4 separate regions of the Sus scrofa genome follow, and regions 2, 3 and 4 are each linked to region 1. The links are chromatin contacts, called in public HiChIP or PLAC-seq maps. All regions are on one chromosome and are shown on one strand. Each heading gives the region's core, a stretch centred on a gene start, on an enhancer-like site or on the middle of the called end of the contact. The rest is flanking DNA. Distances are from core to core; before and after follow the strand shown.

Region 1 (3,669 bases), core at 467-2,966:
ATGCATATTTCCTTCTGCTGCTTCAGCAGCATTTGTTAGAAGGTACATGGGTCGATGAGTGAGCTACTGTCTGCTCTATTTATGTGGAACTAAAACAATGCCATGCATTACAGAAGGCAGAATGTCAGAAAAGGCCATGAAACAGATACCCAGGAGACGAAGCCAATCATTACCCCAATATTTTCCCTTCAGACATGAACTCACAATCTAAAGGAGAAACTATGAATCATCCTAAGTAAAATGTGCCATAAATCTGGAATTTGTTTGGTATGATTACAGGCTTCTTTTTCCAAAGAAAAACTGAGGGTTAAAAGAGAAGAGGAGAACTGAGGGTTTCCTGGCTCAGTCTTTATTAAACTTTGAGTAAACTGGAAGAGTTACTACTGATTGTGAACAAACTGCCTCACTCTACCGTCTGGAAATCCACCACATGAGGCTGGTGGAGACACTCTCTCACATTCAGGTTTTCTACTAGGCTCAAGTGGTCCACAGGATTATATTTTAATCCCTACAACTTTTCAGATAAAGCATCTAGGAAAAAAAAAAAAAAAAACACACAAAGGTTAATATGGACCATTAATAAAACTGAAATCACATCTACACACATAGTTATCTCTTACTACCATAAATTAGCTCTAGAGACATGATATTTTCAGAAACCATTAGTCTTATGCCTGCCTTTGTACAGACGAAATGCAAGGAATCAATGATGTCTACATCTTTAGGGCAAAAACATGGGGATGGGAAACCATATCTGATTTGACATAGCAACTACAACTTAACTTCTTTTTTCATGAAAACAAAAGAGGAGTTGTAAGGTTTTCAGCTAGTTCCATGGTGTTTTTCTTTCCCACTAAATTTCCTGGTAACAAAGAAAGAAAATAATAATCACAAGTCCTTTTAAAAGAGGAAGTTCTGAAAATTTTCCTGAGCTTCTTCTGAGGGAAATACCCCCAAGAGAACTGACACAGGGGAGGAGAGAGATGAACGGTTAAAGAAACAGAGGCTAAACTTTAGTTCCACTTTTCAAAACTAACTTCTGAATTTATCCCACAACCAGGTTCAGTTGATTTAAAACATAAATTTGAAGTAAATTATGGGGTAGGAAATCTGACCCTAACTGAGTGAATTGTAAGGAGCCCTGAGGTATGCTGACAATTAGCCACAGAATCAGAAAATACCAGGTTTGCATCTCACCTCCATTGCAGACAGGCTAGTTACCCTGAAAAACACACGATCCTGAAGCCTGTGTGTCTTGTGCGCAAAATGAGACTACCACTAGCCTTCCGGATTGCTAAAAAAAAAAAAAAAAATCAGAGATGGCTGTACACAAAGCACCTGGCATAAATCAAGCATCTAAAACTGGTACTTTATTATGATTGTTAGCTACTAAAATGCTCCTGTTCAGGTGACTCAAGGAAAACATCCCTAATACTCTACCAAGAACTTCTGCAGCAGGGCCCAACATAGCTTCTGAGCTATACACTGCCCTTAGACACTGCAGAACCAAAAAAAAATAAAGGCAAGGGGAAGAATGCCATATAAACAAAGCACAAGCAGGAGCACCTACATGAGAACCAAAAATTTAACTGCTGATGGTCCTCTTAAAAGTATCTAATCCAAACCTTTTTTAAGCGCACAGGTCAGGAGGTGTGTGCTCCTGAGGTCAGAGAGCTTTTTTGAGGCTCCTTATCACTGTATGAGGCACCCGTACCCATGGAAACGAAATATTGCTGCAAATAAACAAAGCTGCTAAAGCATGACCCAAGAATTACTTCATTTCCTATTAGGCTAAAAGTGGCATACATCCCATCCTGGCCTTCTCTTTTGAGGATGGAACAAATGGGACTTTGTTTCACTAACTATCCAAAAACGAACCTTGAAAGCGCTTGCTGGGCCAGCCAAGCCCAGTCCCATCTGATCATCTTCTACAAGAAAGGCTCCATCAGTAATCATGGTGGAAAATATAAAAATAATGCCTTTTACTACCTCAGTTTGGCATCAAAGTATTTAAGAATTTGGTCTTTTTCCTCCCATTGGAGTGACTATGTAGGGTTAAAGGAAATTTTCAGTCTTCAGACTCACACTTTAATAGGAGATAGGGTTATGTGCAAAAGTATTCATCTATTGCTATAGTTTTCAGTGGTCTAAAGGTAGATGTGAAAATCTGGTATATGTACAAAGTGTATATAGGAGCATTTAAGTAGAGAGAGAAAAAGAGCTGACAGAGGAATCATGTACATTTGGGGGGGGGGACTAATTAATGTTAAGGAAAAATCTGACCTGTAATAATCCAGCTTATTACTCTAAGGCAGTGTATCTCAACCTTTTATTCACTGTCAACCCCCAAGGAGCCTTTTCAAAGGTTTTTCTCTATCTGCCACCCCGACCCATAAAATTTTAACACCACAGATATACCACACATACCTGTGCTTTATATATAAAGTATAAGACTTTTTAACCCCTCCCCCAAGAACCAATTCTGACCCCTTGGGAGGATACTGGCCCTACTGTAATGCATGTGCTCATTTCTAGGGCTGTGCCTATAGATCCCAAGTGATGAGGTATACCACAATTTCCATATAGGCATTACAAAAGGACAGTAGACAGCAGATACACTTCCCTTCTTAGTATGTTTTACCAGGATAGCCGCTATATATACTGACTAGCACTGGAACAGTAATTTAAGTCTTTTAAAACATCAAACCATGTCTGCCTAGAGATAGCCTTTATAGAAAGAGTATTTTAGAATAGGGAGATGGTTAGAAAATACCCATTAAAAAATAACTGATCACAAAAAACAAACCAAAAAAAAGAAATAAAAAAAATAACTGATCCCTTTGGCAGAGAGAGAGGGCACCAGAATTCTCTGATCAGTCCAGTTAAAAACCAAGAACTTCTTTTCAAACATGTTAGTCGATTTGACAATCTCTAGACATCTGCTGCTTGCTAGAAACCACAGGACTTCTTGCTGAGACTTGAGCTGTAAGCACTGATTTTTAATTAGGCCCCAAAGGACTTCTGATGATGCAAAATATATTTTTTTCTTTTTTTATTTTGATAACAGATCTACTTTATATAGTACCTTGTCTCCGATGAGTGAAATGGAAAAGAAAAATACAAAAGAGATGAGTCAAATTTGGGGTCAACGAATGTTTACAGTTTTTCCGTCAAATAAGAACTCTTGCTGTGAATTCTACAATACTGAAGAAGAAAAAGATTTTGTTTTATGAAAAATTCTGCACTAAAGCCTTTCACAAAAATTGTAGGCAGCATCTACCAAAAAATCTTGTCTCATTTTCCATTCTACAATTAATACGTGCTTGGTCTAAACACACATTTATTTAAGGAAAATGAGCACAGTAAGAGAGAACCTCATATCCCCCCCAAGAATTATCTTCCAAGGATACTCAGATATACTTATGCTACTTGCCAGTTCTATAGTCTTTTAAAGAAAACCTCTCAGCCTCAACTCTAGAGAAAAAGCGCTATTTAATTAAAATGAGATCTGGGGTTAGATTTATTCTATATGAAGAGAAGAAAACAGAGACATTTTATTTTCATTTATTACAAAGGCAACACCTTTTCTCTTTAGAGAGATATTTTCACATCAGGCTGTACTTCACAGCAAATTATATTCTTAAATCAACCAATTCATAGATATTTTAA
Region 2 (3,669 bases), core at 444-2,943, 180 kb after region 1:
GGAACAAACTATTTAGAGCTGGAAGGATATGGACTCCTGGCTCTTGCATGTGCAAAACGATGTAGGTACAAAGCTATTCATTGCAACACTGTTTACAGTAGCAAAAGATTGGAAACAACCCAGTATCCAACAGTAGAGAATGGGTTAATTAAATGTGGTACCTCCATACAATGGAATATTGTGCAGCTGTAAAAGGAAAAGAATGAAGAAGGTTTTAATGTGCTGACACAGAAAGATCTACAAGATATCAAGTAAAAACAGCAAGACACAGAGCAGTATGTATATAGTATGCCATGTTTTGTGAGAAAATGGAGTCAAAATAAGAATATATTTCTCGGGAGTTCCTGTCGTGGTGCAGTGGTTAACGAAACCGATTAGGAACCATGAGGTTGCGGGTTCAGTCCCTGGCCTTGCTCAGTGGGTTAAGGATCTGGCATTGCTGTGAGCTGTGGTGTAGGTTGCAGACGCTCAGATCCCACGTTGCTGTGGCTGTGGCGTGGCTACAGCTCCGATTCGACCCCTAGCCTGGGAACCTCCATATGCCGAGGGAGTGGCCACAGAAAAGGCAAAAAGACAACAACAATAACAAGAAAATCAAACAAACAAAAATAATATATTTCTCATTAACTGGTATGCATAAGGAAATGCTGAAAGTGTCTACATAATAAGGAACACATGATGGTAGTTATTACCTGTGTATGAAGGCAACTGGATATTTGGGGGTCATGTGGATGAGAGATTTTTCTAGGCTTTATGATTTTGAATGATGTGACTGTATAATCTATTTATAAACTAAATCAAATAAACAAGCATCATAGCTCTGTCACTTTGTTACCAGCCCACCCTGGAAAATTACTTAACATCTCCCAGTCCTGATGTTGACATCAGGGAAATGGAGATATTTATATTCGCCCCCCTGGCCTGTTAGGTCACTAAGCAACTGAATGCAAAAAGCACTAAGCAACTGAATGCAAAAATTTGTGAGCCTGGAGGGGTGCTCACAAATATTGGGTGATTTCCTTTCCCTGTGGAAGTGCCAGTGCCTCTCTGTCCTGCGACCGGATTGTGATTCACTGGTTCAGAACTTTTCAGGAAGTATTTCAGGAGCAATTTTCTCTTGCTTGCCTTGTCCTGACTGAGTCGTCACAGGTTAAAAAAAAAAAAAAGTCCAATGACCTTAAGAATTCAGTGGCCTTTGAACACTCTTTTAGGCGGGGCAGCCTCTAGAAACCTCTGCTTCATTTCCCAGATTGGTTGATTTCTTCCACTTGGGTTCCTCCTGTAGCGTCAACTCAGGCCCAACCTCCAGGGGAGCAGTCCCAAGGCTCAGGTGCCACGCTGGGAAGGAGTCTGCCTGCCTGAGCTCTGAGGTTCCTTCTCTCTCCACCCTTGCTCCACTGCTTTCTCTCCAAATCCATTCTCTGGGCTTCAGAATCCCAGCGGGGTCAGGGGACTGTTATCAGCGGACCAAGCTTTCAGCCCCAGGGGAGTCCTGGGGAGAGGCCCGGCAGTCGGAGGAAGGGCTCTAAGAGGCCACCCAGCATCCCACCATCTGTGATGGAGGGGCTACAGCATTCTCTGACTTCGAGGCCGGTGTTTGATCTGCCTCCGGCCTTCGCAGAGAGCCGCAAGCACAGCGCGGAGGTTATGAAAGAACACAGTGCTGGCTGAACACACATTCGCTGGAGCCCTTTCGGTTTTCGGGGAAGGGACCGAGCGCGGCCTCTAGCGGCCTCTCCTAGACCTGCTCTCCAGAGTCTTGACCCTTGTGGATTGTTCAACTGAAACTCGGCCACAGCTCCGTGGGAAAGAGGCAGCGGGATCGCGGGACGTTGTCCTCGGAAAACCTTCCACAAGCAGAGTCGTGGTCTGTCCTGCAGGCAAGCGTGTGAATCCGGCTAGACCTGCCTCCCGAACGGTCGAGCTCCAGCGCATTCACAAGGGCATCCAGAGCTCCTCCCCCTCCTCCTCCCTCCAGGTCCTGCGGGTCCGACTCCTCCCCCATCTCTGTTCCCCTCTCGTCTCAGTTATCAAGTGCTGCCTGCCGCACCTAATCTCAGGCAATGATTTGCAGCACTGGTTGCTGCATTCCTTCAAACTCTCCTTTGCAAAGATTCTGGGACCTAATCTTTCTTTCTTTTTAAAATTTTATTGGAATATAGTTGATGTACAAAATTATGTTAATTTCAGGAGTACAGCACAGTAAATCGGTTATACATATATCCATTCCTTTTCAGATTCTTTTCCCATATACTTTATTACACAGTATTGAGTAAATTTCCTTGTGCTATACACTAGGAGGTACTTAATATTTCTTCAATGAATCAATCTGGGTAAGTTGAATGAGGACTTTAAGTTGAAACTGATCCAGTCACCTTAGTCTATTTTCTAAGTTATTTAAAATATACAACATTGACTTTTTTCTCGTTACAAAATTTTGGTACTATGGAATGCTGTGTTGGAAATACTGATCAAATCAAACTCCCTGATTTCATGGAAGATCAGTATAAATCTTAACTTTGTTCCTTATGAGAAAAAACCAAAAACAAAAACCCACCAAATACTTGTGCCCTCATTGGGTGCATGAAGCAGTTTTAGGTACTAGCACTACATTTTCTTGAACCCAAGGTGGATCCCTTTAAGGGCAATTAAAAAGATATAACATGACATTGATTTTTTTGCACACATTCTTTCAAATTTCTGTTTTCTATATTACAAGCTACCATCCACAGAGGGTCATAAATCCTCTGGAGAAGTCATATGTTACACCACGTGGTTTGCTTTGCATCTGTTTTGCAGCTGTTCACTTTGCAGTTTTATTTTGCCTTTTGGAAACCTTAGAACAGTGCTTCTCAAACATGAATGCGCATATGAATCACTTGGGGGATCTTGTTAAAATGCAGATTTTGAGTCAGGAGGTCTGGGGAGGGCTGAGATTCTTCACTTCTAAGGAGATGCCAGGTGGTGCCAATTCTGCTGCTCTGGACACCACACTTAGAGTGGTAGAGTTGTTGAAAAACAGGAACAAAAGTATTCTGAGAGTGCTCATGGGATCAGTGTCAATGTGCTTGCACTGAGAACCAGTCTGGCTGTGGAGGAGTTCTCCTTGAAGATTCTAGTCTACTTTCCCCCTCATCCTTCACTTTCCCTTTCTTTCAAATATTCTTTCCTGTTGTCTGGATTGGAGAGAAGCTGGGAGGGAAAAGCCAAAAGCTATGTTGATTCAGGATGTGTGGGTAGCACCTTAGGTTTCTTCAGGTCATCTGGGCTAGAAGAAAATAAAGGATCCTACAGCCAGCTATAACTGAAACCTCTGCGGCCTCTGTATTTGGTGTGTGAGCAACCAGAAGCAGACCCTAAATCAGTGGTTTCAGTTCCTTCAACTTTATTTTACTAATGTGAGAGAAGCAGCAGGCATCTGCAAGGAGCTCTGCTCTGCTCCCTCCTTTACATGTGCTGTGACTGGGGGCAGGGTTTCTCAGCTGCAGCACTGTTGACATATTGGGCTGGATAATTGCTTGCTGTGGGAGAACCTGAGTGTCCTGCACACTGTGGGATATTTAACAGCATCCCCGGACTCTACCCTTTAGATACCAGTGGCACCTCCTACCATTTAGTTGTGATAATAAAAAATGTCTCCAGACATTCCTACATATCAACTTGGAGGTC
Region 3 (3,669 bases), core at 594-3,093, 170 kb before region 1:
AAACTGGATCAACAGCTGTCTCCTCCCTGAAGTGTTTTCATTTGACTTCTCTATTTTTCATGGGACTTCACACTACTTTCTGACAGGCATTTTGGACTCTATCACTCTTAAATGCCAGTTTCCAAAGTGGTCTTCCTTGGATTCAAGACCTTTCATAATTTACTGTGTTCTTATTTCTCAGAAATGACTTGTTTAGTCTAGTTTCTACTGTAGCTGAGGAAGTAAACTGTACTGTCACAAGAGATCTTTTTCTAGGACTGTTGCATAAATGAGAACTCATGTTAAATAAGATGTTCAATAAAATTAAAGAAAAAATATCAAGTCTTTATACCTCAAAGTTTTAAAAGAAAATCTTAGGCTACATACTGGAAAATCAACTTTCCACAGCCCAATAAATCGCCTGATAAACAATGCAAATAATGCAAATCACATACTAGCAGAACAAATGAAGTCTCACCATAAATCACTTCTTGCCGTTTGACCACATCTTTCTTTTGCTGTTTCAGAAACTTGCTGTCCACAATTTGACTCCAGGACTCTGCTTCCAGCTGTTTGGCCTCAATCTCAAAGTCTCCCATTAGTTGTCCTTCGTTCATGTCTGTCCCTACTCCTCAAAATACCAAAAGATCAACATCAGAATTTTGGATCTGTGATCTCTCAAAAACCTATACTGAACTTTCCTCAGGGTGATAATTTCATGAGATGCAAACACTCTGCACTAACACAAGGATGAACCAATATTCTATTAGAAAAGAATGCCATTTTCTGTTTGGGCGTGACATACTTTATATTCAAGACTTTGGTTAAGGACCATAAATGGCACATAAATCAAACACAATTAAGACATGATTCCTATCGTGAAGTAGGAACTGCAAGGGTCCTGATGACTTTACTTGTTTGAACAGGCTTACAACTGTGCTGAGAGCTAGAACTCAAAGGGTACCAGAGTCTAGGTGAAGAAAAAGCAATTGTACCAGAGTCTGACCACATTAAAATCAACGACACACATTCTTCAGTGGAGAGCTATCTAACAGCTGGTTTACCAACTCTTTATAAGGCACTTCTTTACAGACAATTTAGAGAATCTTTACATGAGTAAGGAAGAGGCAGGAGTCATTCATTATTCTATTAGCACTTGCATTCTAGGTAATGGTACCGTGTCTCAGAGGCATGTGATACAGGCCATAACTTCCTCTTACCCTCATCAGTAAGGGACTCTGTTGACTCATTGACCTTGCTGATTTTATTTAGTGAGTCTGTTGAATGAGACAGGAATTTCCAGGTGTTTGATATGTTCTCATCATTGCCAACTCTGGGGACAAAAAAAAAAAGAAACACTGTCAAATACATTCTGATGAGCCATGGTTTGTGGCCTTAAATGAGGATCTTAAGACCTTACATTAGGCACCCAGTAAACGTTTGTGGTATGACACAAAACTAAGCCAGAAACATTTAGAACTAAATTTTATTTAAGGCCAACTTTTAAAAGTCATAATAAACAAATTTTGATAACATAACTTTGAAAAAAGGCCTTTGGATAATTACAAAACAAAGACAAAAACAATATAAAAATACCTGAAATTTTTTTTTGTTTGTTTTTAAAGGAGGAAGGAACATTAGCCAGCACAGAGGTTAGGAAATACAGCCAAAAGCAGATTTGCATCCTTCAGATGGGAATTTTCCTCCAGCTTAGGTTAAGAGAGCTGCAAGAAATGTTTTGAGTCCTACATTTGAGATGACTTCTTTGCTTGATGGGAAGGCAGGCATCTTACCCCAAACAGCCAACAACATCATAATCAGCCCTGTGCTAACCACAGACAGCCGAGGCCTGAATAGTCAGGGGTCACGGCAACTTCTATAGGGACCACAAAAGGAACTCAGTGCAAATGAGTGACTGGAAACTACTGTAATACCAGCCCGTCAGTCATTCCCATGACTTAGGAGTTAAGGACAGAAAACAGTAAAAAAAACAAAACTATGCCCCTCTTCCTGCCCAGGTTCATCCAACCAACAGAAAAATGAGACATCTTAAGATATAAATGGTTGCCAACTAAAAATTCAGAATTAAATCATCTTTTATCCTATTCCCACTTTTAACTTTGATCTAAAAAGCATCCTTCTAGAATGTAGTTTCTTTAAAAGCAGGGCTGATTATGAACAAAAAAGTGGGGGACAACTGGCCTGAAAATGATGTTTATAGGGGATCTTTGTTACAAAACGGTGATGATGGTGCATGAAAATGGAACCCTCATTCCACCATCTGTATCGCTTAGCTCTGCACCTCCTCATGAAGTTATGCATTTTTTTTCTAAAAAAAAAATCTCTTCATAGTATAATCACTATGCTCTTGTCACCTAGATGTCAACTGTGCTATCTTTACATCCCCGCATACCCAGCAATGTTCTGTATGGAGACACTCTTGGAGAGCGAGACACTCTGCTGGGACCGTCTATTAGCAAACACAGGGGCTGAAGTGGTTTCGTCGGCCAGAAGGACGGCAGACCGAGGGCGCTCCTTGGGCTGGGAGGCTGTAAAGGAAGAGAGGACATCAAGTGAAGATTCAGCTATCCGTGCCCACCAGTGCCAACTCCCCAGACAAACGCCAAAGAGAAGCAAACTGCTCTAAAAGAGACGTACCCTGGGAGTGTAATGGGTACGAAAACTCTCCTGAGGACAATCTGGCAAAAGCTACTGAAATCGTTAAATGCCTATCCCTTTTGATCCAGCAATTCCATTTTAGGATATGTTTACTCTGCCAAGCTTAAGTTGTTTATGTTTGAAATGACAAATGTCCAAAGTTATTCAATGCAAAGTTTGGTAAAAGCAAAAGATTGGAAATTATACAAACTGAGTATCAAAAGACGGTCAGTTAAGAAATTATGAGCTCCCATTGTGGCGTACTGGAAATGAATCCAACTAGGACCCATGAGATTGCGGGTTTGATCCCTGGCCTTGCTCAGTGGGTTAAGGATCCGGTGTTGCCGTGAGCTGTGGTGTAGGTTGCAGACAAGGCTCAGATCCTGCATTGCTGTGGCTGTGGCGCAGGCCAGCACCTACAGCTCTGATTTCACCCGTAGCCTGGGAACCTCCATATGCTGCGGGTATGGCCCTAAAAATAGCGAAAAAAAGGGGGGAAAAAAAAAAGGAATTATGGTACATGCTACATCTGAATACTATGAAGCTTTAAAAACAAAAATGAAGACACTCTCCATGAACTGACACAGATCTGCAGGATAATACATTAAGTGAAAAAAAAAATTCACACAAAGTACACAACAGTCTTTTTTATGTTTTAAAGAAGTTAATAATTCACATTGGTATTTGCTTGATTTTAATATGGAAACTTCAAGATAAATATAAAGTGGTTGCCTGAGGGGTATGATGGAACTTAGGCATTAAGGATAAAGAATTGTGTCAAAGTATCATATATTTAAACTAAGATAAGAGAAAGAAGACTGAAAGATAAAGGGATAAAAGGAACCTGGGAGATAGACAAGTGAGGCCAGTGATACTGGCAGTTGCTACTAAGAACCCCTGCTGGGCTTTGTTAACTGTGCAAATTCCCAGGCCTCCTCGTCCTGTGGGGGCGAGGCCTGGGAGTCTACACATTTTACCAGGGCCCCAGGTGATCTGACTGCACAATGTTTGAGGACACAGATTTTGACCCAT
Region 4 (3,669 bases), core at 735-3,234, 140 kb before region 1:
AGGCTAAACAGTTCTTTTAGTGGCTTATTCACTGGTTATTTATGACAACAGATACAAGGACCAACACTGGAGAGCAAGAGGCTTCTGGTGCTGGAGAAGGAGGAGTCTGCAGTGGCCACCAAGCCTCCTCAGCGAGCCATAGCTCAGCCACAGGGGAAGCAGGCAGCGAGTAGAAGAAAGGATGGTAACAGTCTGGGACCAGCCCCAAGGGGAGGAAAGATGGCTGCACAGCAAGAAAAGGGATCGAAGTTCTCCTCTGACTGCCTCCCACCCATCATATACCCCTAAAGTTAGGGCACCTCTCTGAGATTTCCTCCCTTACTCTAGCCAGAAGTACTGAAATATCCTCCACATATACATGTTCTGTTTTTACTCACTAGAATTTCAAGGTTTTTTTTTTTTTTTTTTTTTGCCCAATTTTCAAACTTGAGGGAGCAGGGATTTAAACCATGCAAACTTTAAGAAATATTAATGCATGCTAGATCCTTAACAAAACACCTAAGCAGTCAGGGACATTTCCAGTGCACACTACTCTTGGGGGACTAGGGCTGTGGGGTAAAACTAGCTCTCCATCAAAGATCCTTTGCAAGCATGGTTACGCAGACACTCAGCTGGTTAATCAACATCAAGTGAATCATTTCCTTCCAACGTAATCCGACCATGAACTACAATTCACAGAAGCAGGAAGAATGTATTCAGCAGTTGTCATGATCGCTAACTCTGGGGTACCATTTTCCAGGGCATAGAATACCTCTCATAATCTAAAAAAACTCCTGAAAAATGGGTACCCTGAAGTTAGTGGTCATGACAACTACTACATGCCTTACATTTTGAATCGATGCCTTCCATGTACATTGTTTCATCTGATTCAATAACTCTGAAGTGAATAGGGCGGGCATTATGCGTCTCATTTTCTAACTGATAAGAAAAAGATATAAAGAACAGCTCTAAGTTTGAACAGTTACTATGTGCCAAACACTGCAGTGAGCCAATAACATGAATTTTCCCGTAACGACTCAATGAAGCATGTACCATCTACTATCTCCATCTTGCATTTGAGGAGGCTGATGCTTAGAGATGTCTGATACCGCAATGGAGGCTGCATAACAATAACTAACCTAGCTGCAATTAAGACCCAGATCTGCCAACTCTACAGCTGGGCTCTAGTTTACTATGCTCTACTGTCAAGGGCTAGAGAGGTTTGTTGACTCACAGAAGGTCACACAGCAAACGATCTGCAGTTAAAATCAGAACCCAGGTCTTCTGACTTCCTATTCAGAACTCATGCACTATACTGAAATGGTGAATGTTTATTAAGTTTGATTTGTATAAAGCCCTTTGTGAACAGAATACACATAAAAAAATCCAAGAGCCAAATTGCTTTGCTTCACAACTATATAAAACAACAACAGAGGAAGGGAGAAAAACAAACTACCTCACTTTACAAAACAGGAAACTGCTCTGAGTAAAAATCAGTAACTGTTAAAGTATGTAAAACTTTAATAAAAATCAACCACGAAAATTGAGTTTTTTCGTGTAACTTTTTTCTTTTAACTACCTTTTGATGAAGGCTTCTCCACACATGAAATGTTAAACTGAACAGCACCTGACATTTTGCTGAAGAAAGCTAAAAAGCATGTTTCAAGAGATAAGAAAATCTTCTACGGCAACTAACTTATTCTCTCAAGCCTTCCTTGCAATGCTCTCAAAATCTGAGTAAATTAATAATTTCCTAACTCTTTGAAACAATCCAAACTAGCTCTTCCAAGGGTCAAAACAAAACAATAAACTCTACCATCTCTTCCTGTGTTTATTAGAATTTAGTGCTTTAAAGAAGTCAGGCTCTTACCTCCCCATGTTTTGGTCCTATGATTCTCACTGTTACGAGGGGTGCTTCATGAAACCGACCCCATCTTACCGACATGGTTCCACCCCCATGCCAGGAAGTGTGCTCTCACGGAAGGAAGGGCTCATGCCAGCAGGGCAGAGCCCAGCAGCTTTGAGCTGCCATGAGAACAACCATTACAGAAACTGTAAGAGGAAGCCGTAGACTGGTTGAGAAAGGGAAGGAGGGAGGGCTGAGGTTGCTTATTTCCTTAAGACAAGCTTAACTATTTGAATGCTGCCAGTAGAGCCAACTACCCTGTTACAAAAGACACAGGACATGAGACAGAACAAATTCTCCAAACACACTGTGTGGAGAGTATTTACGTTGCAAGATGGGAACTCTGGCAAGATTGAGGCCAATTTTTTAACACCTGAAGTTAAGGAACACATCTATTTAAACAGACGTCCTCATTTTATAAAAAGCGGTTAGTTTCCTAAGAAAATTTTTAGTGAGGTGGCTTGTGGTAAAGTGGTGATTGGTTGTTTTCTGAAGCTGGACTTTTCCAGATTCAACACCTCCCAAAATGCTTTAAAACGGTGTGCTGGGGAAATAGAAACTCATATTTAAAGAGAAAGATGAAGGTAACAACTACACTATGATACTATGAGGGGTAAATGATTTTTCATTTTTCTAAACCTACCATTTTAGACAAGTAATTACAATTGAAAAAAATCAGAGAACTCTCTGGAAAACTGTGAAACATGCTGTGATTAAAGCAACTGTCACACTGCAGATCTTTAATCAAAGACGGAATGAGAGAGATAATTATATTTAATGTTGATGCAGGCCTCTGCAAACACTACTCTACCCTAATCGGCACCTTTGAAACGCTGATGGATTTAGTTCTTTTTTAGACACACCACAGAAGCAGGAGTTGAAGCTCAATGTCTTGTTATGAAGTTACAGAGTATACTAGCAGCTGTGCAGGAATGTGATCCTTGCATCTGAAAATGCCTACTTCTCAAGTCAATTAAGAATTTGTCTAAAACATCTCTAACCATCTCCTAGTTGTCTGTAAAAAGGAAAGCTTGGAAGAAAGAAAATCAGTGTGACAGGATGATTTAAAGAGGGTCACCCTACACCCTTTATGAATGCAGACATTATGCATATTGCTGTTAAATACTCCACAGCAAGCAAATTTACTCAGCAGGAAACAGCACTACTTCTTGAAGATACTAAAAGACAAAAGCAGAAACTGCCAGTGTTCCTGTTATACTTCCTGTTTAAGGTTCTCCCTCTTTCAAAAAAGATTCAACATACTTACCTAATTTTTTTTTTTAATTTTTATTTTTTTGTCTTTTTGCCATTTCTTGGGCCGCTCCTGTGGCATATGGAGGTTCCCAGGCTAGGGGTCGAAATTGGAGCCATAGTCACTGGCCTACACAAGAGCCACAGCAACGTGGGATCCGAGCCGCGTCTGCAACCTACACCGCAGTTCATGGCAACGCCGATCTTTACCCCACTGAGCAAGGCCAGGGATCGAACCCTCAACCTCATGGTTCCTAGTCAGATTCGTTAACCACTGCACCACGACGGGAACTCCGATACTTATCTTATTAATAACTCATGCCAGTTAATGATAATTCATAAAAGGACATATAAGAGCTCAGTCCTCAATTTCTCAAAAATTTCTTATATACTGGCTACAGGTATGAGACTATATATTATATAGTATATATTATGTTATACATAAAGTATATTATATATACTATAGAGTGTTTACACTAATTAACATTAAAAAAACTAGTTCTAGGAGTTCCTGTCGTGGCTCAGTGGTTAAG

The links. HiChIP or PLAC-seq counts read pairs in DNA pulled down with a chosen protein or histone mark.
Region 2: a contact with region 1 is called in an H3K27ac HiChIP or PLAC-seq map of skeletal muscle. The contact joins two enhancer-like sites. A contact is called at or near these places in 2 of 47 Hi-C or Micro-C datasets (heart right ventricle and mesenteric adipose tissue) and 1 of 2 datasets of contacts at active chromatin or transcription factors (skeletal muscle).
Region 3: an H3K27ac HiChIP or PLAC-seq map of alveolar macrophages shows a contact between it and region 1. The contact joins two enhancer-like sites. A contact is called at or near these places in 1 of 47 Hi-C or Micro-C datasets (liver) and 1 of 2 datasets of contacts at active chromatin or transcription factors (alveolar macrophages).
Region 4: a contact with region 1 is called in an H3K27ac HiChIP or PLAC-seq map of alveolar macrophages. The contact joins two enhancer-like sites. A contact is called at or near these places in 1 of 47 Hi-C or Micro-C datasets (liver) and 1 of 2 datasets of contacts at active chromatin or transcription factors (alveolar macrophages).

Annotation. Positions count from the first base shown.
Region 1 is chr7:88,023,733-88,027,401 of Sscrofa11.1, reverse strand. All of the region lies in intron 3 of AKAP13 (A-kinase anchor protein 13), which reads right to left. Among named protein-coding and RNA genes, the nearest start is that of AKAP13, 140 kb to the right of the region's middle. Within about 2 kb of position 1,716, at least 31 of the 83 cell types and tissues checked have an H3K27ac peak or open chromatin away from gene starts, as enhancers often do. A contact at or near this core is called in alveolar macrophages, liver, mesenteric adipose tissue and 1 more, where this site is marked.
Region 2 is chr7:87,847,410-87,851,078 of Sscrofa11.1, reverse strand. No RefSeq gene overlaps it. Among named protein-coding and RNA genes, the nearest start is that of AKAP13, 40 kb to the left of the region's middle. Within about 2 kb of position 1,693, at least 73 of the 83 cell types and tissues checked have an H3K27ac peak or open chromatin away from gene starts, as enhancers often do. A contact at or near this core is called in mesenteric adipose tissue and skeletal muscle, where this site is marked.
Region 3 is chr7:88,192,710-88,196,378 of Sscrofa11.1, reverse strand. AKAP13 (A-kinase anchor protein 13) reads right to left here. Exons shown (of 38, transcript XM_021099912.1): 21 at 2,393-2,528; 22 at 1,200-1,312; 23 at 458-610. Among named protein-coding and RNA genes, the nearest start is that of KLHL25, 97 kb to the left of the region's middle. Within about 2 kb of position 1,843, at least 1 of the 83 cell types and tissues checked has an H3K27ac peak or open chromatin away from gene starts, as enhancers often do. A contact at or near this core is called in alveolar macrophages, where this site is marked.
Region 4 is chr7:88,168,941-88,172,609 of Sscrofa11.1, reverse strand. All of the region lies in intron 17 of AKAP13 (A-kinase anchor protein 13), which reads right to left. Among named protein-coding and RNA genes, the nearest start is that of KLHL25, 120 kb to the left of the region's middle. Within about 2 kb of position 1,984, at least 24 of the 83 cell types and tissues checked have an H3K27ac peak or open chromatin away from gene starts, as enhancers often do. A contact at or near this core is called in alveolar macrophages and liver, where this site is marked.